Linked DNA regions of Mus musculus: all the other regions are linked to region 3. Evidence: chromatin contacts called from public Hi-C and HiChIP or PLAC-seq data. All regions are on one chromosome and are shown on one strand. The core of a region is the stretch at or near the end of the contact, and the rest is flanking DNA. Distances in the headings are between cores, read along the strand shown. Region 1 has its middle 230 kb from the start of Gm31711. Region 2 overlaps Sugct (succinyl-CoA glutarate-CoA transferase). Region 3 has its middle 440 kb from the start of Gm25020. Region 4 has its middle 190 kb from the start of Gm31711.

Region 1 (3,706 bases), core at 829-3,328, 270 kb after region 3:
GCTTTAGGAGATGGATTTCAAATCACAAGGTGAGCTGTTGTTTACCTGTGGCCTGCACACAGGTTCTTAGAATATAGGCCTGCTGGGACACTGGATTTCTATAGCCCAGAAGATGGACTTACATCAGTAATCTTCAGATTTTCAGTGGTCTGAGAAAATAAAGTAAACTGAATTTCTCTTTTAATAATTGTATCAAGTAAAAAGTACTGAAGCACAGGTACTGATATACAAACATCCATATTAATGTACCATAAGCATCAAATCTATGATGAGCTTTCTTTTAAATAGACTTGAAAGAACCAGCATCTTTATCTTTGCCAGTATAAAAAATAACTATTTTACCCGGATTGTATTTCAAGACTCTTCCCATCTTCTGAAGATTCTTCAGAAAGTTGCTTCCAGTATATCAAGATCATTTTAAGTGAGCAATATGTGTGGGTAGAGAGGGTGAGAAAAAAAAAGAATTTCTTTCAAAATCAAAGATGTAGATAATTAAGACTTTCTTACTAGTGATGACTGAAATACCTTTGGAGGTATTTACAGTTTTTCTCCTTTTATCAGTCTTTGAAATTATCACATCATTTCTAGGGAATGAGTGTGACTAGCAAGCTTAAAAACAGAGGTCTTATTATTAGCTACTGGAAGAGGTAAAGAATTAGGGATATAGACAAAAGAAGAGTGATTGGATAATAATTCTTCAGGAATGGAACAGAGATAATTGGGACATTAAAAAATGTATTCACACATTCTGTACTTGCAATTTGCTTCTTAGGTGGTCAAAGAATATGGAAAATGTTATATTTCAGATAGAGATATGACTATAACTTTTGTCTTTTCAAATTATACCAAAATTTTAAAAAGATAATAATTGATTTCAGATAGCAATTACCTCTAAAGTAGATATGTGTTCTTTCTTTATCAGGTTTTACTTCTCAGAAATTGAGGCATCTTCTATAGAGACTACCAAATGAGGCTGCCTAGATGCCAAAGAAAAGAGAAGGTTGAGAAGTCATTGAAATTACTCAATCACATCCAATTGTTTGGGTAGACACAAGCTCCTATCACCTTGTAATAAGATTGGTGTTTGTGTGTGTGTGTGTGTGTGTGTGTGTGTATTGCATTGGTAGAAATGTTAAGCTTGAATGGTATTTAAAATATTGTGCTGTGTGTGATAAGAATCAGTGTAGTAAACAAAGTTATCAATGTGGTATTGAATAGGCTCCAGCCAAGCCATCACTAAGCCTTTGACATGACTAAAACCAACCTTTTCCCAAAATGGATGAGTGAGATGCTTCACTCACAAAGTTGCTGCATAGATGATGGTGATTAATAATCAATATATAAAACTTTTGCCCAAGTAACTAGCACTGCATTTCCTACTGTGAATCAAGGATAATTCTTTCTACCAGATACAGCTAAAATGGAACAGGTAACTAAGATAGAATTTGGTGTCAAGAAAAAAAATATAAACAACAAACAAACAAAAATAAATAAAAAAGTACAAAGAAAGCAAAACAAAAAGAAATCCCTATGTCTATAATGATGAGCACTTGAAGACAAATAAAGGAGGTGTTAGGTGGCTGGAACAGAACTAGTCTTCCTGTAAGTGTCCAATACCCTGGACTCAAATAATATGAAAAGCAAAGAGGGTTTTATTCTACAGAAGTCCAGCATGCTGGGGTCTACCATCTACCATGATCAAGGCACCTAAGTGAGCTCACAGGCCTGATTTAAAGAACATTAGAGGAAATTCATGGAGGGGTAAATGACCTCTATTTTAATCTGTTGGTTCTATCTCTAGGGACATTCTAAATTGCTGGGGTGTGTGGGGCTGGAAATCTGGAAACTGTTGCTGAGGAAGTCTGGAAACTGTTTTAGACCCATTGCTCTTACCTCCAGCCAGGTTGTGGAGCAGCTTCTGATATCATGGCTGACTGACTGCCTGAGGCCTGTTTTTTTTTTTTTTTTTTTTTTTTTTTTTTTTTTTTTTTTCAGTAACTGAGCTGCCCAGACTTGCCTGGACTTGCTCAGTTCATGGAAACAGAGATTTAGGCCTAGTCTCCTGAATTGCCAATTTGAAGCCTGTCATAGTGTCAGCTTGTTTCATTGTTAGAGTAGACACAGAAGAATTCTAAAGGATGTGACACAATCCTGAGATCATGGACTTGAAAGGAGGCCAACTATTAACAGTCATGTGGAGAAGGAATTTCCAGGTACAGGACTCACAGCTTACAAAGTTCACAGTAGAAAACTGAGTCATTTTTGAGCAACACTTAAGCATTGAGTTGGGCTTTCCTTTTCAAGGTACAGTAACATTGCTATGTTTAAGTGGTTTGTATTTGTTGATACATTGAATAATGTGTAGAGAGCTAGACAGACAGGTTTAAGGAGAAAAGGCATCTCTCAGAACCATAGTGAGGTAACCCCAACAAGAGTGACTGCAGCTTGGATTAGTGTGATATCAGTTAAAGGAAAGAAAAGTAGATGAAACAAAGAAACCTTTACATATTCATGTAAGTACAGAATGTTTGACATGGTTGGGCCCATGGAAAAAATATCTTGCTCTGCTTTGATGGCTACAAATTTGCTATATATCTAATAACTTTTAAAAAATGGTTATGTATTATAGTTCTGGAGTTTGGACAATTCATCAACATGTGGTGAAGGCTCACTTCCTGGTCCATAAATCATATTCTTTGGATTGAATTCTTACATGGTAGAAGGGGTAAGAGGCTACCATGGAGCCTCTTTCATAAGAAAACTACTTTCATGAGGGCTCCATCCCTGTGGCTTTATCACCTCTCAAATAACCCATCTTAAAGTATCATTACTTTAGAAATTTTGCTGTTACACATACAGTTTGCCCCATCCCAATACTCAGACCATAACAAAGAGGAAAATGGTATAAAATAATAAGCACATGTGTGGCTAACCCAGTGGTATTTTTCTTATTTACATGCAATTCTTTTAAAAGAATTTTTTTTAATGCCGGTCAAAGAACTAGATTTTATCACTAGTCTCAAAGCCAGTAATAATAAAAGATATATATATATATAGATATATATCTATATATATGTGTGTGTGTGTGTGTGTGTGCGCGTGCGCGTATGCATGTGTGTGTGTATGTGTGCACGTGTGCATGCCTCTGTGTGTACATGTGCATGCCTCTGTGTGTGTGTGTTTCTGTGTTTGAATTGGCAAAGAGAAATTCATTTTTCTTTTTTTCTTTTCTTTTTTTTTTTCGAGACAGGGTTTCTCTGTATAGCCCTGGCTGTCCTGGAACTTACTTTGTAGACCAGGCTGGCCTCTAACTCAGAAATCTGCCTGCCTCTGCCTCCCGAGTGCTGGGATTAAAGGCATGCGCCACCACGCCTGGCGAAATTCATTTTTCAAATCATCCTAAAAGGTGAGAGGATGAAAAAGCAAAAGGAAAGATAAGACATCTCAAGAATGAGCAACAATAACCAGCTAACAGGTTGCCTCACCTAACAGCCTAAAAAGAATATTGCTAGACATCAGAAATAAGTGTTCCTTGGGAAGATCCAGTCAGGACCATCCCTACAGACCCTAAAGCTCAGAAAGTTAGGGACTTCTGGCAGATTTGCCGTTCTAGATAATCATAGAAAAGATGTGCTCAATCTCAATGATCGTCCAACTTCTACATCCAAACAATGGTCCTTCTGGCTAATCTAAGCCAAGCTTCCTG
Region 2 (3,252 bases), core at 554-3,053, 450 kb before region 3:
GCCTTTCTGTGCTCCCATCTCCTAATTTGTGAAGTGAAGATGAGATTTTACCTTGAAAGACCAGTGAAGAAGACAATGCGTACAAGACTCTAGACATATACTGTTTGTTTGTTTGTTTGTTTTTCTTACTAAACTTCCTAGTTTGATTTATTGTTTCCCCTCAGGGCAAGAAGATTAAGACAGACTCATATTGCTATTTAAAATATTGCTGAGGAATTTTAATTCTTTAAATGGCTTAAATATTACAAGCATAGATTGTTATTTTATAATAATTGAATATTTGGTATTTTGGTAGATATTTAAGGAAATGACTGCATATTCCCCAAAATATTTTGTTTTAATGCTTTTCAACATTAAGAATTTAAAATTCTGTTTCAGACCCCAGTATATATTCATTATTTTTTAAATTGAAAATATTTTTATATAGTAATTATGGTCATGGTTTTCCCACCCTTTTCCCCACCCTCTTCTTCCCCACCCTCTTCCCCACCAGATCCTTCCACCTCCCTACCAGATCCTTGATTGTCTTTTTAAAAGATTTGTTTTGCCTGAATGCAGTCCACATATAAGACAGAAGAGGGCACCAGAAGCCTGGGAACTGGAATTATAATTCGTTATGTGGCACCATGTGGATGCTAGGACCTGAACCCCAATTCTCTACAAGCAGAGCAAGTGATCTTAAGCACAAACCCATATCTCCATACCCACATTTAGAATCCTTCAGTTAGTGAGAAAAACAATATGATCTACATTTTGTTCTATTTTTCTGAAGCAATGAAAAGGTCACAGCAGAATTATGTATTAATCACACAGAAACATCCCAAAAGGACTCACATGAAAGTTAACTGTAAGAAAATTAATTCTTCCAAACTGGGTTTGGTGTATGTTTGCAATAATATCTTATACACATTAAAATGATGTGTGTAAATTTTTTGTAATCTTGATTTCCTCTTTATTCTTCAATTCATTAAGACTGATGACTGCAAGCCAGTTTGACACACACACACACACACACACACACACGATAGTCTTGAAGTATCTACTGTATGGGAGGAAAATTCTCTTTAAGATAGAGAAGAACAAAGTTAGTGTATGCTGTGATTTTCTTATCATACAGAATTTTGTGTGAGAGGGCAAGAAGCATAAGCAGACTGGAGCACCCTGTCCACTGCCCCATTCTGAGAGGACCTGAAGCAAGACCTAAGTCCTGGAGGATGCATAACACAACGTTCTATAGCCATTGTCCTGGATACTAGCCTGATACCAATCCAGAGAAATCAGTGAGATGTGAGAGGGGAATTTCCAATGGACTCAACAGTTTCAAGACATCTAAGCAGAAGCCACAGGGATCGCCAAGGGTGGAGGAGCCATCTGCTCATTGCCAATTACCTAACAGCACCCTGATCTGAAGAACAGGATAATACTCTTTTATACATTGGGAGGTGAAGGGATTTGTTTGCTTATTATACCACTAGTGAAAAGTCTCCTAAGGGACATGCCATGAGCTAAAAGGTGAATGAATGGCAGAATGCAGAGTTTGCCCTCTCTGCTGAAAGTGTAAGTGAACATAATCATTCTGTGCCCCCAATACAGGTTAGGCTGTTTTCTGAGGGTAGAAAATGGCAGAGGAAGCTGCATGATCAACTCCAGGGGTGGATTGGACCAGAGTCCATTGTGGGCCAGCCCAGCCCAGTGCCTGAAGAATTATTTTCACCTTCTTGTTCTCCTGAATCCAGTTTCAGTGCTTTCAGTTTGCACCCCTTTGTTACTCACATAATCATTTGTCTGTAGCCTTTCCTGCCAAGTACTTCCCAAACTATGACTCTCAGTGATACATTTGTTTATGGAAGGCCTGTGATTCACCCTTAAGGACTTTTGTTTCTTGTTTTACTGCTATTTTTTCTTCCCTTTGAATGCTTTCAGTTGCAACTTATAACAAGTTGGGGGTTGTTTGTTCTATAATTTTTAGCTACAGCAAATGCCTACTTAGGACTGATTTTCCTTCATGCCTTTACAGTTATTTTAAACACAACATTCCCTCTGGCCATGACAGTACAGTTATAAAGAATCAAGGTAGCCAAAAGTAGGATATGCATTTAACCTTTCAAATACCACTACTAAGTGGTTAAATCCAGTGACCATGAAGGAAGTTGAGAGAAGTATGCTTTCTGTCTAGACTGTGGCATACTGAAGTCAACTTGCCTGCTTTATTAGATTTGTAATCTGAAAGTCCTTGATGCTAACTTAATACAAACAAAATAAAATATTGTTATGAGTGTGTGCTTACCATATGTTGGATTTATCCAATGTTGTTTTGCATTTTCTTTTATAAAATGTGTCTCAGGATCACTAGCAGTTATTGTTCATAGGTTTAAAACACAAATCAATTGAAATCATGGTAAGTATTATATCCACTACCACTAAGGACTTGTATTTCAGATTCAACTAGTCTGTTTGAATCCCTACCTCATAGAGTGTGATTATCTATGCCATGCATTTAATTAGTCACTCAGGTTTTCCCCTCTTAGGGTAGACATGTGCAAAGGACACATGAGGTGGGAGCAAGATGGAAGCCTAGAGTGTAGAACTGTGGGGAGAGTTGTGCTCACAAGCAAATATTCTGATGCAGATTTATATAGGTGGATTCAACTTGGAGATGGTCAGGAGAAGAACTGACTGAGTAGTGAGGTTTTAATGCTGCCTTCCAAATAGACAGAGAGAGGGATAATTCAAAGCAAAGGGAAGAATGAAAGTGGCAACATGAGAGAATCTCCAGGAGTCTGGTGTGAGTGAAACAGATGTGAGTTGGAAAAGCAAACATTATATGAAAGTGGAAAGATGGGTTGAGTTACCTTACAAGAGCTGTGGGAAGGTAAGGTGATGCATGTTTACAAATAAACACCTTGCTGAAAGAGCTTGCCATAGCAACCCAGAAGAAGTGGAATGCTCATCTTGACATAAAATTCAATGTCTGCCTCATTCCCACAAACAGAAGACTTAGTGAGTTTTGAGGGCTTTTTAATTTGTATTGATATAAGGGTGAGAAATTATATTTATTTAGTGGTAAGGGCTTTGGGGGATTAAGCTACTAAAATTTTATTAGGAGAATTAATGATCATTCTTGTCCTTAAAGTAGATGAAAAGCCTTTGCCCACCACACAGTAACATGTTTGTAGGTGGAGCTGAAGATAACACATTTCTGTCATATATGTAGAAAATTGTAGTTCAACCTTTCTGACCTGTCTAGATATC
Region 3 (3,397 bases), core at 601-3,100:
GTGTGTGTGTGTGTGTTGGACACCCTTTCCATACCTCCAACACAGGTAATGGATATGCTGAGCTGTAACTGAGTAAGGTTCATATCCCTTCCCTACACCCAGTCCTGCCTAACTTATAATTTGATAGCTATCTTGCTAGCTGCCAACTCTGTCCAAGATCAACACATGAAACCACCTACTGTTCCCAGGAATGTGGCTTCATAAGGAGGCAATCCCAGGTATCACTCTGTTGCAACCCCTTCACTCCAGGTGGCTGAAACAGAACTGCTGGTTTTTCTTATGGCTCTTTCCCTCTGAGCAGTGATGTAATGCAATTGAAATCTTTGCCCGTTTATTGTCCTATCGCCCATAGCCCTGTGACTCTCTGGTATCCTGAGAAAGGATTGGATTCAATTAAAAATAAAAGCCAAGTCTTATCATTAGCATGTCATTTGCGTCTATTTTCTAGGTTTGACTCGCCCATACTCGGGTATCTTTAGTCTTTCTCTTGCTTCCTGGATCCCCCACTGAAGCCATATGTATCTGCTTGTAGCCAGTGCAACTGAGCTCCCCAAACACAGATTCCCATGAAAACTGAACAAAAGAGGAGGGGAGAGGCAGAGCATGTTAAATGTCTCATTAGGCCTTCTGTCTGATTCTCATTAGATTCGCTGACTGCTTCTCATTAGGCCCATTGCCTCGACTTCTTTCAGGCCCTGAATATGTAGGCCAGTGCTTATTGTCATGGTTGGTCGAGAAGATCTATTTCATTTATTCATAAATTGAATGTGGCTTCTGAAAAGTCCCAGGCAGTTTCTTTTGGCAGTGTTAAGGCAGGCTTATTGTTGTTATTTGTTATTTTTCGAGTCGTCCTAGGCAGGGTGGGCAGAAGTAATAACTTAAAAGACGCAGCCGAAAACTTCAAACACTGCTTCAGAATTAGGGCACTGGGGAATCATCATCGCAGCCAAAAGGCCAGCCTCCCGTGTGGACATGTGCAACAGGGCCTCATGAACCAAGTCATCAATACTGCAGTGCTCAGCAAGTACACAGCACGGGGATAAGGAGAATGCAGGGGAAGAGTGGGGCCTGGACATGACTAAGCTGCAATCCCCGTCCTTCTGACCATTGCAGAGCATGCACACAGTGTTGAAAAAAGAGGCAAATAACAGCATTAATAAACTGCTGTACTGTTTAACACTCTGCAAGATATGCACATGCAGCATTAGCATATTGTAAAGACATCAGTTCCATGTCAGTATTCAGCACAGCCGAACAAGTGGCTGCTGGAGAAATCTCTCATGAGATAGCAGGTGGTTCACAGAACTTAGAACTGATTACATGCTGGTCATGATAGAGTGGACATCACTTTGGAGTCTCATGGGAGAGACATGTTTCCAGTAATGCAAAAAAGACTAAAGAGCCTTTCCCAAGAGTGTAAAAAAAAAAATCAGTTTTACATGTTTTCTCTACTCTTGATTTCCTCCTTAATGTTGGCTTCCTATTTTGGGTGAACACGGTGTGTATCCAACCTTTACTCTGAGAGCCATTTGATGCACCAAATCAGAGACTGTTTCCTCCCAAAGTTGTCTTTCCCCAGACTTGGAAGGCTGAAGGTAGAACTTTAATAACCCTCAGAAAGCAGATGTTTTTCTTTCAACTAAATGTCTGAAGTGAAGTGTGTTTAATATGGCTTTATACAGGAAAGTCAAACTGCTCAAAAGAATATTTTTGTAAGAGTAGACATCAATACAAGATTTGAACTTTCTTTCTGTTCCATTTCTCCACCCAGAGGCAAGAGAAGAGATGTCTCCATATATGGCCTTCTCCTCTATCAGGAAGCCGGGCAAGTCCTCCCCAAGGAGGAAGGACCATGACTCACTAACAAGGCCAGGGTGGGGTCCCTGTCAGATACATTCCAGCTGCTGCATAAGCTGGAAAGGCATGATCACTTCTTTGTGGCTTTTGTTCAAGTATGCAGTGTCCTACTCGGAAGATGGCACTGGAGTCACGTGTTCTGTGCCTTTGGAAGAATGTTTTACTTAGCATACAACTATATCAATGGAGTCATGTCTTTCTGTATGCTGCCTTTGTGCCAGGCTAAATGGTCAGCGTTTAAAGGGACAACATGGACAGTGGAAATTAGCACCTATTGTTAGGATAGGGCGTGGTCATTCCAAAGATGCTTGTCTGAATCCTCCCCTACTCACAGTACCGACTTCTAAGAAAGCTTCAGCATAGTTGGTGAGCTGCCCTCACTCTGGGGGAAAATTTTTGGAGGACTTGACCTCTGAACATGCCAAGATATGTGTACAGTCTATTGCAATGTTCATTCACAATATTCACAAACAAAACCTGTTTGCCTTTCAAGTAGCTCCACGAATGTACTATGTTAAGTGCTGGTAAGATGACAGGCCTTTGTGCATTCATGAGGCATGCTTATTGGTGCCTCTGAGCCATGGTTGTGAGGATGAAATAAAAATTTGGCTCCAAAGACTTTAGCAGAAAACCCAGTTCAGAGGCAGGCTAGAACAATGGGCTGAAAATGATCTTGGTCTTTCAAGTATCCAAACTTTCAGGGTAAGAACCTGATCTCCCAGAAAGTATTTCCTTCATTGCCAACTGTAGAGAATCACTGAGAAACTAATTAAAGAATTTGAATCTCATTCCCTCTTTAGTTAGCTGACCCTCGACCAGGGGCAAGATTCCAAACAAAGGCACTCTGAGCCAACAAGATATAGAATGAGGCTCATCAGCGTACACAGGCTGTATGCTCTTGGTCTCCTCTTTCAAAGAGTTACCTAAGTGCAAACTACCCTACCTGTTTTTTGTTTTTTGTTTTTTTGTTTTTTTTTGTTTTTTTGTTTTTTTTTTTAAACAAGGAAGAGCCATCAGAAATAATCAAGTTTGAAGTTCCTGAAAGTTATTCATTTATTGGATTCGACTTCCTACCCTTGCCTTGAATTCCAGGAGCCAGTTCAAGACAGTGAGTTCTCACGGAAAATTAAGTACATTTGCAAAGGTGCTTAGAGAAATATTCTTGTTTCAGGTTTCAGACTCTCAAGAGGATAGTAGTCATTGATTTCCAGCCTTAAAACAATGATAAAGACTTCCAGATATGAATGGGCTTCTATGGAACCTAGCCAGTCTCCCTGAGAGCCTCCTGTTGTAAAATGTTTGGTTTTATTCTGGATACCCACCCTCTCTTCCTTTAGTTCTCCTCCACTTTTTAAGGTCACCTCACTTGGCAGCCACCCTGGTGATCACACAGAATGGCATTTATTGACTGAATAGTTGCCTTATTGAAGAGTAACTACTTTAAGATTGTGAAATTATTTCTGAAAGTTACATGATTATCTACTGAAGCAAATACCTCTGTGATAACATATATATTTATTAGTCAGATATGCAGTAGTCA
Region 4 (3,358 bases), core at 772-3,271, 310 kb after region 3:
AATTAAAACAGATACATTATCATGCTGCTTAAATTACAAGTCTGATAAAGTTTCAGAGTATCATAACAGAGAAACAAGTCCCCAAAATGGGAAAAAGTGGGAAGACTAGCCTCCTAGCAATGAATCCTATGATAAGAGATTTCCCAGATAATTTAACTCTGACATAGCAGAGACAATGGAGACTTCAAGAAACATAATGGTATCACCTAGCTAGACTGTGGGTAGTATGGGTGAGCTGGGTTTAGAGCACACATTTTTAGAGGTCTCCTAATGTTCTTTCAGGATATGTCAGCTCTGTTCTAAGTTGATAGTCACTTTAGAGTCTAAAACTAAAGCATCTTTCTGAGCCCTGGTTGCTTTTTACTCAGTTTTGAGTGGAGGAATAAGAGGAAGGACCAGTCAGTGCACTTTGTTATGACTCTGGGTATATTAAAACATAAAGATACATTACTGGGCGATTATAAAGCATGCAGCATATTTTAAATGTTTACATTTAGCTAAATAGAAATTCTAAGAAGTACAATTTATTTTATTATTCACAAGATTGCCTAGGACTTGGAAAATTATTGACATATTCTCTCAATCTGCTCTCTGTATCTCAGAAACTAAATAAATCAGCTTGCTTAGTGATAAAATCAGAACTAAGGCTGAGGCCTAGACTAAATGACCCTCCCTGCTCTTATGTGACAAGCCTGTTATCAGCAGTCCTTCAGCCTGTGTCCACTGTGAGGAACCCTGTCTCCTAGCTGTTCTCCTCTGTAGGTTAAAGTGGGCTTCTGCAAGGACTATGTATCTTGACATTTCTTTGAGCTTCTGACATTGTGCTGAATGACTTGAGCTGTTATCTGTCCTGATTTGAGCCTTCTTAGCAGGCTCTGCTATCACAACCCTGTGTAATTCTCAATGACCCTAACAGCCTGGCTTTCCTATCAGCAAACTGATTGTCCTCTCTTTACCATCTTTTACTGAAAACAGAACTGATAAAGAAGGGAGAAAATGCTTGCTTAATCTGTGCTAAAAAATGTCATAGGACTGGCAAACAAAGCAGACAGTGGTTCAGAGGCTCCTCCAAGGAAGCCTAGCTCTGGCTTGAAGACTAATCTTAGCTTCCACTTTGTAGCTGTGGACAAGTGCCCATGTAGATTGCTTCCAATGCAACCCTAACATCTCATAGACTTATTCCAAGAGGACAGTATTTCTTGTCCCTGAAAGGCAGTGGGTCTGAAATATCAGTTCCTTCCAGAAAGATCATATGTGGAGATCAAGAGAAAAACCCCTCAATGGGTTGCTCCACAGAATTCCAGACTTTCCCTGTACAGCCACAGAACACCATAGAAACTCAGCAAATTACCTTCCATCTTCTGACGTGGGGGCACATTTGAGTGAAATTGAACTAGAAAAAGCCCCTTTGAGCCCATTGAAACAGGGGCATGCCATCTGCCCTCTATTTGTGACCAGAAAGCTCATGCAAAAGAACTACAGGATGCTAACCATGAGTTAAGAAAATGTTACTAAAGAAGAAAGTGTCCCACTTGTCCTGTAACAAGTCCCAGACCCAGGCTTTATGGGAAGAAGCAGCAGGTTAACCTGCCCTTCCTGCCTACCATCAAGCAAACCTCAGTGAGATCCAAGAAATCGCACAGTGGCCAAACATGAGGTTGCTTTTTATATCTATTGTTTTTATGGCAAGCAGATGTGCTTGGTACCTACATTTAAGTACTCATTGATTTAGATGTTGATTTTGCAGACTCATAGAAATTACAGCATAGGCTCTGTTTGTCCCATTCCTGAGGGGGGAACATGCAGACTGTCTCTGTTGCTAGAGCTGTGATCCTGCTCTACCTCATGTTCCTCCTCCTACAGAGCTAAGGTGGCTACAGGCTCCCTGTTGGCTATACACATTGTGTAGAGTTACAGTAGATGAGTGAGATCCTGTTAGAAGCAACTGTGGTTATAAGAGTACCCCAACAGGCATCCCTGAGCATAGCCCAGTAGGCTGCAGTTGCTTTTGTTGTGATTCTTGTATACTTAGCCTTACACAGTGAACTAAAGTGGTTGGGATGGACCTTGGCAGAAAGCAGTGACACATGTTATCTCTGCTTAGCCAAGGCTTAAGCTTGGGGCCAGACCTCCAATCCTACAACTTCTCTTTACTGTGTTTGCTCCTGTTGGGTGGATAGGTTACTGATGCTCCTTGTCTACTCCACTGAGCAAGGTGAGATAAGTTCACTCAACTATAGGTCTCTCTGTTCAGATCAGGACCCAGAAGCCTAACCACATTCTCTGCTGCACAAAACATTAACATTTGCAGGAGAAAAGTAAACCACAAAAATGTGGCCATTTGCCCAAACTGCATGACACAAAGACTATGTAGATATTGAGGTCATTTTGATGCCACATGGTTATTGAAATACACTTTCTCATCATTGAGCTCAAAGGGCAAAGAGCTCAATTTAGTGCAAACTTCACTGAGTTGCTGTAAGGCCTATTTAGCACAACTCACATGAGCAAGGTACTCTTGACCTAGCCTGTTCAGCCTCATAATCCTACATACACTTTTCTCTGTAAAACTACCATACCTTAAATATGGAAGTCTTCTACCCTAATCAGTTCTACCTGCTGATGGGGATGACTTTGAAGTCATCTAGTTCAAACCCTGCTCTGTAACATTAACTCTATCACATCAGTACCATGTGGATGAAATCTTTTGCTTGAGTTAAAGTCCTTAAATGGCCACTGACATCTTTGCTTGCTTTGTATACACTTGCTTTTTATTTTACCTGAAGCTGGGTGTTTTGTTTTGTTGTTACTGTTGCTTTGTTCCTTCTCAGAGGTGTTGAAGTCTTCCTGCTTCTCCTTAGGTATACTGAACAGTTCGTGTTCCTCCTTGGGTATATTTAACCTGTCCTGTTCTTTCTCTGGTGTGTACTAAAGGGAGGTCATAGCTTCCCAAGTATGTTGGGAGTATTAAGCTATAATGTTTCTGCAGAGACTCCTGTCTGTGGTTTTAAAGTCACATTCCTTTATCTATTAAGACAGTTCATATCTCCTTCATGAACTGTGCTGCTGAGATATTTTTCCATCCATGTATGGCAGAGTTATTATAGAAATTCCTCCTGTAGATTGACTGGTTATTTGCCAATTTCACCATTCTTTGGGATGAGAAAGTAGCAGAGATTGTTCTGTCTATTCAAATGTGAGTAATTTCTGAGGTTTATAATGAGGTTAGCAACACTGTTTAGATTCACATCTTTACAATCAATTGTCCCCAAAGTGGTGGAAATGGGAACATGTTTCTGCATAATTTTCTGTCATAGGTTTATAAGAAGTCCATTTGGAATGTTTAGCCTACAAAGAT

Evidence for each region. A called contact is a pair of places that touch in the nucleus more often than the background predicts. HiChIP or PLAC-seq counts read pairs in DNA pulled down with a chosen protein or histone mark.
Region 1: a Hi-C map of pancreatic cancer cells shows a contact between it and region 3, with 4 times the contacts expected there. The contact joins two enhancer-like sites. A contact is called at or near these places in 5 of 484 Hi-C or Micro-C datasets (embryonic stem cells, large pre-B cells, macrophages and 2 more) and 1 of 115 datasets of contacts at active chromatin or transcription factors (embryonic stem cells).
Region 2: a contact with region 3 is called in an H3K27ac HiChIP or PLAC-seq map of embryonic fibroblasts, with 5 times the contacts expected there. The contact joins two enhancer-like sites. A contact is called at or near these places in 1 of 484 Hi-C or Micro-C datasets (trophoblast stem cells) and 2 of 115 datasets of contacts at active chromatin or transcription factors (a colorectal cancer cell line and embryonic fibroblasts).
Region 4: a contact with region 3 is called in a Hi-C map of the AML12 cell line, with 2.4 times the contacts expected there. The contact joins two enhancer-like sites. A contact is called at or near these places in 4 of 484 Hi-C or Micro-C datasets (the AML12 cell line, granulosa cells and liver), 1 of 115 datasets of contacts at active chromatin or transcription factors (pancreatic cancer cells) and 1 of 9 other capture datasets (embryonic stem cells).

The regions. Positions count from the first base shown.
Region 1 is chr13:16,485,788-16,489,493 of GRCm38.p6, reverse strand. No RefSeq gene overlaps it. Among named protein-coding and RNA genes, the nearest start is that of Gm31711, 230 kb to the right of the region's middle. Within about 2 kb of position 2,078, at least 14 of the 459 cell types and tissues checked have an H3K27ac peak or open chromatin away from gene starts, as enhancers often do. A contact at or near this core is called in pancreatic cancer cells, where this site is marked.
Region 2 is chr13:17,211,447-17,214,698 of GRCm38.p6, reverse strand. The region is part of intron 12 of Sugct (succinyl-CoA glutarate-CoA transferase); the gene reads left to right. Among named protein-coding and RNA genes, the nearest start is that of Gm25020, 7.1 kb to the right of the region's middle. Within about 2 kb of position 1,803, at least 27 of the 459 cell types and tissues checked have an H3K27ac peak or open chromatin away from gene starts, as enhancers often do. A contact at or near this core is called in a colorectal cancer cell line and embryonic fibroblasts, where this site is marked.
Region 3 is chr13:16,760,119-16,763,515 of GRCm38.p6, reverse strand. No RefSeq gene overlaps it. Among named protein-coding and RNA genes, the nearest start is that of Gm25020, 440 kb to the left of the region's middle. Within about 2 kb of position 1,850, at least 76 of the 459 cell types and tissues checked have an H3K27ac peak or open chromatin away from gene starts, as enhancers often do. A contact at or near this core is called in the AML12 cell line, a colorectal cancer cell line, embryonic fibroblasts and 2 more, where this site is marked.
Region 4 is chr13:16,452,409-16,455,766 of GRCm38.p6, reverse strand. No RefSeq gene overlaps it. Among named protein-coding and RNA genes, the nearest start is that of Gm31711, 190 kb to the right of the region's middle. Within about 2 kb of position 2,021, at least 8 of the 459 cell types and tissues checked have an H3K27ac peak or open chromatin away from gene starts, as enhancers often do. A contact at or near this core is called in the AML12 cell line, granulosa cells and pancreatic cancer cells, where this site is marked.